3 separate regions of the Mus musculus genome follow, and all the other regions are linked to region 3. A link is a contact called in public HiChIP or PLAC-seq and promoter capture Hi-C data. All regions are on one chromosome and are shown on one strand. The core of a region is the stretch at or near the end of the contact, and the rest is flanking DNA. Distances in the headings are between cores, read along the strand shown.

Region 1 (3,582 bases), core at 339-2,838, 300 kb after region 3:
ATGGCAACATGGCTTTCCTGAAGGGCTCACCCCCACAAGGAGTCCTCAAAGAGTCTTGATTTTAGTTCAGACAAGGAGGGCGATGGAGCAGGGAGGGACTAGGTCTATTCCAGCCAATCAGACTGGCGCAGAGGTGAGGAAAGGCACCTGAATGGTTCAAGTGGTAAAAAAAAATCATGGTGCCTGCCAAGATTTCAGAATTCCTGAATCTCTCTGTGCTGAGTCTGGGGCCTTCCAAAAAATGGGTCCTCAGCAGGCATAATGGTTACCTTTGTCTGCAAACTCACACGTCACTGCTTACAAACGCAACTCTCTGCTGCCCGTGAGTCAGGACGTTCAGCAATATGACGTCACACGTCTCCCCAGCTGTCAACACTTTGCCAAACAAAAATATTTTTCTGTACGTAAGACCGAGTTATAATAAGAATTCCATCCGAGTTTCATCAGCTGTTGTGACCAAAAAAAAAAAAAAAAAGTGGATCCTGGTTCTCTGTGGGAGGTGACATTTTGTTGACATATGAGGCAATTTCGTGAGATAAGACATGCAAGATGAGACAAATCACAGCACTGGGGAGGAAGAAATTAGATGCTGCTCCTTCACAGTTCCGTAGCTTTTGTTTTTCTTGAAAAGAATTAGACAAATATAACATGGTCAATTCCAGTTATTGGTGGCATAGAACGTGGGGTGTGATTAAAGGAAGGAGCCCAGGGTACACTCTCATCCACCCTTGTTAGAAGCCTGCGCCATTCTAACCTCTGAGATTTCACGTTTTATAAGGAACTTCCTATCAGATCAGAGCTCTCCACCCACAACACCTTTTAAAGTCTGATACACACATACATCCCGATTGCTAGTTGTCAAGGATGAAGCAAATTATCCTGATATTTTTTGAAAACTTGGGAGAAGAGCTTTTTTTTTAAAAGTGATTTCTCATTCTTTGCAAACAACTGCATTAGGATTTGTTCAGCTAGCCACATCTTCTACAGAAGACAACAGTCACTGATAAGCCTGCATCCTATTCTACAGACGACGGCTTTTGCATCTTAGCCTGTGGAAACATAATGGCATACAAAGGGTGGGGTCTTAAGGGGTATGGAGGGAAGGGGATGCTGAAACCCCCTTCTCAATTTTCCTTTCATAAGCACCACACCTAACATTTAAAATCTTGCCACAAAGGCACACACATTGACAACACGGCTGTAATCTGTACATCAGAGCTGTTCGTAGAAGTTCCTCACAGAATGTTTAGAAGGACTCTTGCTAATGAGCATCAGCTCAAGAGAGGGAAACGACGCTTGCTTATCATTTCGCTCCGAATGTACTGAACAACTGGAGTCCACCAGCGTGCTGAAAACGGACTGTTACCTTGGTTAATTTAACAAGGTCACTCTGTGCGAAGCTAATGGTAACTTTAAGATACTTAAAACAGTTTGTTTTAGAAAGACATGCAAGAACTACAACAGCTCCTGAGACAGAATTTGCCCAGTATCTATTACTACCAAAATAAAGAAGACAAGCTGATAAGACCCCAGTCTATCTCCGCAGCTCCCCCACTGGCTGCACAGCTGAATATTCCCTAGTCCATCTCAGGGGCGCCCCCAGCGGCGGGATGCAGAGCTGCAATCTAGACAGCCCGGCCTGAGGTAGGTTCTGGAATTAGTACAAGTTAGCTTGCATATCAGGTTGTAGGCTGCTGGAGTTAGAGGCAGGGGCTGTGGGTTGTGAGAGCTGCAGAGAGGCTGTTCCTGTGAGCTCTGAGAACAGACGTTATAGGCAGGGGAATATATCTGTGGTCCTGAAGCAAGACCCGAAGGGAAATTTATGCATTTAAAAACATCTCCACATATAGGGCATTGAGTTAAAATTACAGACATAGACCCAAGGGAGAAACATTCCAAGAAAATGTTTGAGAACACCCAATGGCATCATGATGACTAACTGCTTTGCAAGGCCTTGCCCTGAACACGGCCAGGCCTGGGAGGGAGGTCTGTCTTCCCTTCCCCTCACCCTCTTTTTTATGCCTACTTGTGTTGAACCCAGGACGTCACATATCATAGGCAAATGCTTTGCCATTTAGCTGAAGCCCCTATGTGGGATGTTCCTCTAGAGGGTCTCTCTCAAATGCTCTGGCTGACCTTGAACTTGGAATCCTCCTGACTCAGCCTTCTCAGTAGCTGAGGCTACAGGCAGGCATCACCACATCCTATCATCAGCAATGAACTCAAGACAAAAACAAACAAACAACTTTAAGAAATAAAAAGATGAGCCTATTCACAGAAAGAAATCAGTCTTACATCCTGGACTTGGATTTGACAGGAGCTTCAAGCACTGATTTAAATCTCTTCATCAGGCTGACAAGCTGGCCTAGAAGGCAAAGGCATTCGCTACCCAGTCTGACAACCTTGAGTCCGATCCTGAAACCAACGTGGTGGAAGGAAAGAACTGGCTCTCACGAGCCACCCTATGACCTTCACCTGTGTCGCAACAGACATGTGCCTCACATGAAGAAAATAAATGTAGAAAAAAAAATCACTCTGCTCAGCAGGCTAGAGGAAAACAAAGGCAATGACGTAAATACAATCAAGAAAACGGACCTATGGACTAAGAAGTAAGTTATTAAAACGGAGCCAATAGGAAATGATGGAGCTGAAAAACACAGTAGCCAAGTTAAAATGTTTATGACAGCGTCCAGCAGTACACTGAAGCACGAGGAGAAAGAATCAATAAACTTGAAGACAAAGTCATTTGCTATTGTTGAAATGAATGCAAAGAATGAAAATAAATAATTAAAGGAAAAGTGAATAGAATCTAAGAGATTTATTGAGTCCTATCAAGGGGTCTAACTTATTCCACAAGAAAAACTTCTCGATGTTGAGAAGAGACACAAACAAACAAATAAAGGGATTCTAAACAGTCCCTCCCCGTCCATTAAACACACACACACACACACACACACACACACACACACACACACGCACATACACACACACACACATGTACACACACATACACGCACACATGCGCACACACACAAACTTCAGAAGGACAAAGAGATTCTAAAAATCAAGAAGGGAAAAATTGCTTCTTTAAATACAAGATGACTAAGGTATCTCAGCAGAAACCATGCAGGCTGAATAGAAGTGGGGGTAGGGCACTTAGTGTGATGAAGGAAAATATATGTCAGTAGAGTCTGATATATCCAACAAAAGCCTGCTTCAGAAATAATAGGGTGGGGACTGGAGAGATGGCTCAGTGGTTAAATTCATTGCTTAACTGACTGCCATTGCAGAAAACCTGGGTTTGATTCCCAGCACCCACATGGTGGCTCACAACCATCTGTAACTTCACTTCCAGAGCATCTGATGTTCTCTTCTGGCCTCTGCAGGCACTGAGCACATGTAGTAACAGACATGCATGCAGGCAAAACACTCATGCATATAAAATAAAAAATCAAGAGGAGGAGGTGGGGGTCTGGGCTTGCTGGCATGTTCAGTGATCCCAGTACTTGGGAGATAGAGACAAAATGCCTTGTGGCTCACTGGTCAGCCAGACCCAAGAGATGGGACTAAAGAACCATACTT
Region 2 (3,305 bases), core at 246-2,745, 410 kb after region 3:
ACTCGCCAACCTGGGTTCCAAACCTCATGGAATATTGGCTTAGGATTCTGAATTGGAGCAGAGTGGACAGATCTCAAGGCCTTAACTTCTGCGTGCTGGGGCTGGAGGCCTGTGTCTCCTGACCACGTGTCCCTGTTCTCCAGTTTGTCATCCTATAGAGTCGTGAAGCTTCCTCAGCTGAGTAATGCACTCGAGCTGAGGAAGCGTTCAGTGTAATGACCTGGGTTCAGTTCCCAGCACCCACGTGGCTACTCACAACCATCTGTGACTCCAGGTCCAGGGGATATGGCGCCCTCTTCTGGCCCCTTCAGGCATTGCATGCATGTGGTTCACAGACATTCAGGCAGGAAATAAGGTGCGTGCCCACATCAACTCCCATTGCTTCCACTCACCCCCCCTTTAAAAGCAGGCCCTGTGCCATGTTTTGATAATCTCATTTGTCTGCCTCTGCTTGTCATTCCATCACCTCTGGGGGTTAGGGTGAGCGGCCAATTCAGTTATATCATAAGACAGGAAGTCCGTTTCTCCACACTGACAGACTACAGTGCTGACATGCATTAAGAAATTTAGAAACTAATTGGCCCATATCGCATGCCTGCTCCCGTGCTTTGGGACAACTGCAAAGACACGAGAGAATTACATCAACACTCTCCGTGCCTTAACAAGCTGTGGACTGAATACTAAGTCTAAATGCCTGAAATCTAATGGAGTCTTGGTCTAAGAAGTCACAATGTTAATGTGTTAGCCACAAGTAATCTAAATATTTGAGAGAGAAAATTTTGATATATAAATGTGTGATCTTTGATCTATGAGATTAAATTCCCACTTGATAATTTACTATCTTTAAAGACTTTTGAAATGCCTTGAAATTTGTTCTTGTTTACTTTCTTTTTCGGGCATCATAGATATTAGGCAAGCACTCTACAGTGAGCCACACCCCCAAACTACGTTTCAATACCTCTTCTTAGGCATACACACACACACACACACACACACACACACACACACGAGAATTCCTTTCACAAGAATCTTACATCTAACACAACAGCTTTACAATGGTCTGTAGCTAAGTTTCTGTGCAAAAATCTGGGATTCCAAAAGAATGGAGGTGTATTAATCTCCCCAGAGTCCAAAGCCCAGGAAAAACAAGGGGGAAGCTGCAGTAATTTCTCTTTCAGGAGCAGATGCTGTCTCACCCCAGGGAGTTATGGGATGGAAGAAATGAGACAATAAAACTATACACGCTACTTTGAACTGTATCAGAGCCAGCCCCGTCGATCTGTAAATGATACATAGTTTCATTCCTTGAACCAAGAGCACTAACTACAGTTTTCTGTCTCATGGGAGGAAAGTTAGCAAGAACACTGACCTAACTGAGCCCCACATGGTAGCCTGTGGGAACCAGAAAGTGTGCTGCTGGGTTGGCTCAGCTGGCTGTCAGCTGTCAGCTCTGCCCCACAGCCACGCTGTGCAGCCCTCTCCAGCAGCCTGGTCCCTCCCCGTCCTCCCCGCCCCCAATCCAAGGTCATAGCCCAGAGTTATGGGCACAAGCATCTGTTGCCCCTTGCTCTGCTCATGGGATTTGTGTCTGTAGATGAAAAGCCAATAACAACAGAACCTACAGAGTAACCAAACCACTTGCTTCCTGACACGCCGTTTGCCTCCTGGCACCCTCAGCCCTCTAGCCGGGCTTCCTTATCGCTCTAGGGAAACCAGTCCACCTTGCAGACAGGAAACTCACCAAGACATAGGGGTGATCTGATGGAAAAGCGTGTGTTCAGGTGTGTAAAGCTGAACCTGTGAAGTTTTAAAATTAAAAATACCAGCAACAGCACACACTCTCTGTACACAGTGAGTGGTAGACGACTCTCTCCTAGCTGAAACAGGAACACGTGGTTCTGTCAGGATCACTCGGAGAGCACCCTGATGTAGGGGCATGCAGAGCTGACAGAGAAACATGGAGGAGTACAAAAGGCTGAGAAACCGAGAAGAATGGTCCATGCTGAAAAAAGGGCACCAGAAAAGTCCCAGTGTGTAAAGATGCACACGGGCCTCAGGGAAGGGCAGAGTCGAAGAGGGATCGTGCCTGAAACACACGCTTCTGTCAACCTAAACTGCTTATCTCTGCTTTTTCAATATTTCCAGATTTGCCCCTTGGGAAACTGGATACAGACTTAAGAGAGAACAGGCAGGGGCTTGAAATACCCCAGCAGTTACCATAGAGAAAAAGGAAAATTAACAATTTTCATATTATGTGGAGGGAAAGAAGCATAGTGTATAATTACTCAGACTCTCCAATAAAGAGCCTCTTCTGTGAACAAAAAGAAGAGATATCCCAAAGGCAGCTACTGTTGTGACATTTAACTGGGAACGCAGCCAAAAACATAGGCTAGGATCACAGCCCTTGCCTTTCTTGTGGAAAACTTTGGGGTAGCTAACTCACCCAAACAGATGGCTGTAGTTCTGGCTACCTTAGATCAGTGGTTCTCAACCTGTGGGTCGCAACCCCCACGGGGCGTTGTCTATCAGGTGTTTACCTTATGATTCATAGCAGCAGCAAATGTACAGTTCTAAAATAGTAGTGAAATAGTTTTATGGTTGGGGCCACCATGTCACAAGGGACTGTATTAAAGGGTCGCAGCATTAGGAAGGTTGAGAACCACTAGACCAGAGGATGAGAAACGACACCCATAAATGTGTATTGATAAAGGTTAACGCGATGCCATCTTTCAGATGAATGGTTTGAAGGTGTTTCTTGTTGTATCTAAATATCTCTCAAAAAAGAATTTTAGCTATCGTTTGTATCCGCTCCTTCTGCTTACTTACATGACTAATGTATGTCAGTTTTTGTCAAACTGACAAATATTTGGGAAGAAAGGGTCACAACTGAGGAATCACCTCCATCAGACTGGCCTGTGGATACCTGTGTGGTGTTTTCTTGGTTGCTGATCAAATATAGGAGGGCCCAGCCCACTGTGGGTGGCGACCAACCCAACTCTGGGAAGGTGGACTGTACAAGAAAGGGAGCGGGGCAGCTAAGGGGCTGACTCAGAGGTTAAGAGCACCGTTTGATCGTTCAGAAGACCCAAGTTTAATTCTCAGACCATGCATGGGGGCTCACAATGTCTGTTAACTCCAACATCAAGGGATCTGATGCCCTCTTCTGGACTCCAGAGGTACTGCACATACGTGGCACACAGACATACTCGCAGACACAACCACTACACATCACCTAGAAATAAACAAAATCTCAAAAGTTTGTTTGGACATAAAAAAATATAAGTAAAGGTGGCCGAGAAAGCTAG
Region 3 (3,218 bases), core at 128-2,627:
CACACTCATACAGCTCAAAACAAAATAAGTCATAAAAGGTTTGAAAAGTGTTCATCACTAGCATCACCAATGCTTCTGATTTGCTCGTAGCCCTTTCAAAACAGTTCTTTCCACTGGAAGTCAAAGAGTTAGTTCCCCATCAGTTTAGGTATTCTACATCATCTGATTGACCAGGAAAAGATTATGTTAACTGGATCTGACTCCACGACCTGTTTACAGCACAAATCACCTTCAACTCCTGATCCTCCTGCCTCTACCTCCCAAAGGTGAGATTACAGGAATCAGCTAATGCCTGCTAAATTGATGCTGAGGAACAAATGCAGAGACCAGGGTCACTTTCATCCCTCTTTTGTGTTTTGTTTTTAATTAGGTCTAAGCTCTGTTGCTCCTGACATCCAGGAATTCCCTATGTAGCCCAAGTTGGCCTTGAACTCATTTAATCCACCTGGCTCAGTTTTCTGCCTCAGCTTCCATAGGATTATAACCTAGCTCAAGTAATTTTTTGTTTGTTTTTCTGAGACAGAGGCTCTCTATAAAGCCCTTTATCTCTCTCTTTAGACTAGGCTGGCCTCAAACTCAGAGAAGTCCACCTGCCTCTGTCTCCCAGGTGCTGGGGTTTTTGTTTGTTTTTAAAGCAAGCATTCACCTTGACTTATTTTATTGAAAATATTTTTTTAATGGGACTTAATTTACCAGGTTTTATAAAATTCCTCAATACCTGCTGTGCTGCATCTCGCCTTAAAAATTTCCCAAAAAGTTGGTCTCCTTTTGTATTCAACGGGCATTTTCTCTACAGTATTTCTCCGATGCTCGGTAAGGAAGTCTGCAAAAGAGAAAATAACAGACACTGCACAAGCCTGGTTTCTTGTGACAGGTAAAACCAGAATCGCTTGGAAGCTTATCCTACCTCAGGCCTATCTTTTGGGACAAGAGCAGAACTTATCATGAAGATGGGGACAGTTTATAACTGTGCTTCCAACCAAGTGGCTACTAGATACATCACAGCACCCGAAAGTGGCTATGGTGGGAGTCAATGACAAGACAAACCTAACGTTATTTAGAATTATTCACATTGACTAATCAGGGAGCCGAGACACACACGTTAGGTAATCCGGCGACTGCAGAACGGGGCAGCTACCGCGGACTCTGGACGCGCCGGATCCCTCTGGGAGGACGCCGCGGGCTGCACCGGGGCAGCTGCTCCGGGTGGCCGTGAAGGAGGTCGACTGGCTCCTCCGGGGTGTCAGGCGCGTCCCTCACGGCCTCACGACCCCGGAGCGCACGCCCGCCACACCCGGCCGCACCGACCCGCTCCGCTCCCGCAGCGGTAGCTGACTGACGGCAACGCCTCACGGCTCCCGCTCCCGCGAAAAGCCCGCGCTCTGCCCGTGACGTCATGACCCCGCGACGGGGACGCGGCGCGAGTGCCACCGGGAAGTCAGCGAGCAGCTCCTTCTGTGCCTGTTCCCGGCTAGCATGTGCTCGCCCATCCCCAGCCGAATTCCTTTCTTCCCCTCACGATATGTGTGTGTGTCTGTTTCCCGCTGTGGCCTAAAATTTTGTTTATACTTTCTTTTTCTGTATCTTCGGGGTTCTTGGAGTTCTGTTTACTTTAACCCTGAAGATAGACTTGGAAGGGATTCTTTGGATCTCTTTACCCTCTTCTCAATGTCGTCACATTAAATAAATCTTTCAGCTTTACACTTTTAATTTGGCGCTTTTAATTGTCTTATTGAGGACGGGTGGTAGGACCTGGGCTCAAGTGTTCTCTCTCCTTCTCCCCCTCCCCCTCTTTTCTCTCTCATACACACACACACACACACACACACACGCACGCACGCAGTTAAATAGCAGTCCTGCAATATTAGTACTCCTTTCTGCAGGTTTTAGGATGCGATCACCGTATTTCCCGACTTTTCCAGAAACTGGCCTAGAAAACTGAAACATTATTACCTCTCCCCTGAATTTACTGAGTAACAAGCCCAGTGCATGGCTTACTGTAGGTTTGTAGTTTGAACTTTAGAAAGCCCTCGACTGGATCCAACAAGAGATCTTAGAGGCCTTGCTGCTTCCAGAACATGATTAAGCAGTTAAAAGGTCCTCTTGGATTAGAAAAACAATGACCTGCGGTTGGGGAATCTGGCTCAATAGTAGAGACTCTGGGTCTGGGTTAGATACTCAGCACTACAATAAAGACGATTGAGAAAAGTCTGCTTGGTTTATTGGTATCAATTTTGTCTGGTAAGCTGTAATCCTTAGTTTTAGCAAGAAGTATCACTATTGTAAAAAAATACTAAAACTTTTGATGTAGGTCTGCTTAGCAAAGAAGAGGCCTATGATATTATCTAGTAATAAACTACTGCTTGCTGAACGTTTCTAACAATACTATGAAGTGTTTAGCATTGTCCAGTGGGTAAAAACTAGCCTGGTAGACGTTCTAAATTTAGATTCAAATCCATTTGGTTTTGTTAGCTTGTAAAATGAGACAAAGGTGACATATGTCTTTAATCCCAGCACTTGGGAGGCAGAGGCAGGCTGATCTCTATGAGTTCGAGGCTAGCCTGGTCTACACAGAGAAACTCTGTCTTGGAAAAAAAACATATTGGGGCCAGAGAGACAGCTGAACAGTTGAGGGCACTGGCTGCTCTTCCAGAGGTCCTCAATTCAATTTCCAGCACCCTCATGATGACTTACAACCATCTGTAATGGGATCTGATGCCTTCTCCTGGCGTGCAGATAGATGTACATGCAGACAAAGCACTCAAACAATAAAATGCACAGTAATTTCTACTTAGAAAAGAAAAAAATTGCTTCTTCCCCCGGGGAAGTCGGAGGAGAGAGGTGTCTCACTAGAGTGGAATAATGAGAAGCCTTGACACATTTCACCCCCTGAAAGATAGCTCAGTATCACACCCTCCTGGCCTTTAACAGCTCATGACTACGTTTTGTGTTCTTGGTACAAGGAACCTCCCAACCATGTCTGTCTGTTCTAATAGACTTTGTATGATTTGAGCTCAGCTACTCAGATTGTTAACTACCAAGCATTATTGAATTCAATCCATTATCTGTTAAATCTATTATTTTCATAAAAATGTATATGATGTGCACTGCACCTTGATGGTCATATATATATTGTAAATACTGAATAAAAGTCTTACAGTTAGTATAGTCATACCCTCACAGAGTTACCTTCTATGTCTAGGTGTGTGATGGAGAGT

The links. Promoter capture Hi-C pulls out the DNA fragments that hold promoters and counts their contacts. HiChIP or PLAC-seq counts read pairs in DNA pulled down with a chosen protein or histone mark.
Region 1: an H3K4me3 HiChIP or PLAC-seq map of neural tube shows a contact between it and region 3, with 4 times the contacts expected there. The contact joins the enhancer-like site here to the promoter of Brca2 in region 3. A contact is called at or near these places in 4 of 115 datasets of contacts at active chromatin or transcription factors (embryonic forebrain, embryonic limb bud, extraembryonic endoderm stem cells and 1 more) and 1 of 9 other capture datasets (adipose tissue).
Region 2: a promoter capture Hi-C map of the HPC-7 cell line shows a contact between it and region 3, with 3 times the contacts expected there. The contact joins the enhancer-like site here to the promoter of Brca2 in region 3. A contact is called at or near these places in 8 of 39 promoter capture datasets (the C10 cell line, the HPC-7 cell line, erythroid cells and 3 more), 5 of 484 Hi-C or Micro-C datasets (CD4 T cells, nephron progenitors, pre-B cells and 1 more), 8 of 115 datasets of contacts at active chromatin or transcription factors (astrocytes, bone marrow-derived macrophages, embryonic forebrain and 5 more) and 3 of 9 other capture datasets (adipose tissue, macrophages and pancreatic islet).

The regions. Positions count from the first base shown.
Region 1 is chr5:150,218,532-150,222,113 of GRCm38.p6, reverse strand. It overlaps a transcript of Fry not described here. Among named protein-coding and RNA genes, the nearest start is that of Fry, 40 kb to the left of the region's middle. Within about 2 kb of position 1,588, at least 26 of the 459 cell types and tissues checked have an H3K27ac peak or open chromatin away from gene starts, as enhancers often do. A contact at or near this core is called in neural tube, where this site is marked.
Region 2 is chr5:150,114,046-150,117,350 of GRCm38.p6, reverse strand. The region is part of intron 2 of Gm52797 (a long non-coding RNA gene); the gene reads left to right. Among named protein-coding and RNA genes, the nearest start is that of Gm52797, 15 kb to the left of the region's middle. Within about 2 kb of position 1,495, at least 40 of the 459 cell types and tissues checked have an H3K27ac peak or open chromatin away from gene starts, as enhancers often do. A contact at or near this core is called in the HPC-7 cell line, adipose tissue, memory CD8 T cells and 1 more, where this site is marked.
Region 3 is chr5:150,520,780-150,523,997 of GRCm38.p6, reverse strand. It overlaps Brca2 (breast cancer 2, early onset), which reads right to left and starts at 1,377. Exons shown (of 27, transcript NM_009765.3): 1 at 1,102-1,377; 2 at 719-823. The coding sequence starts at 785.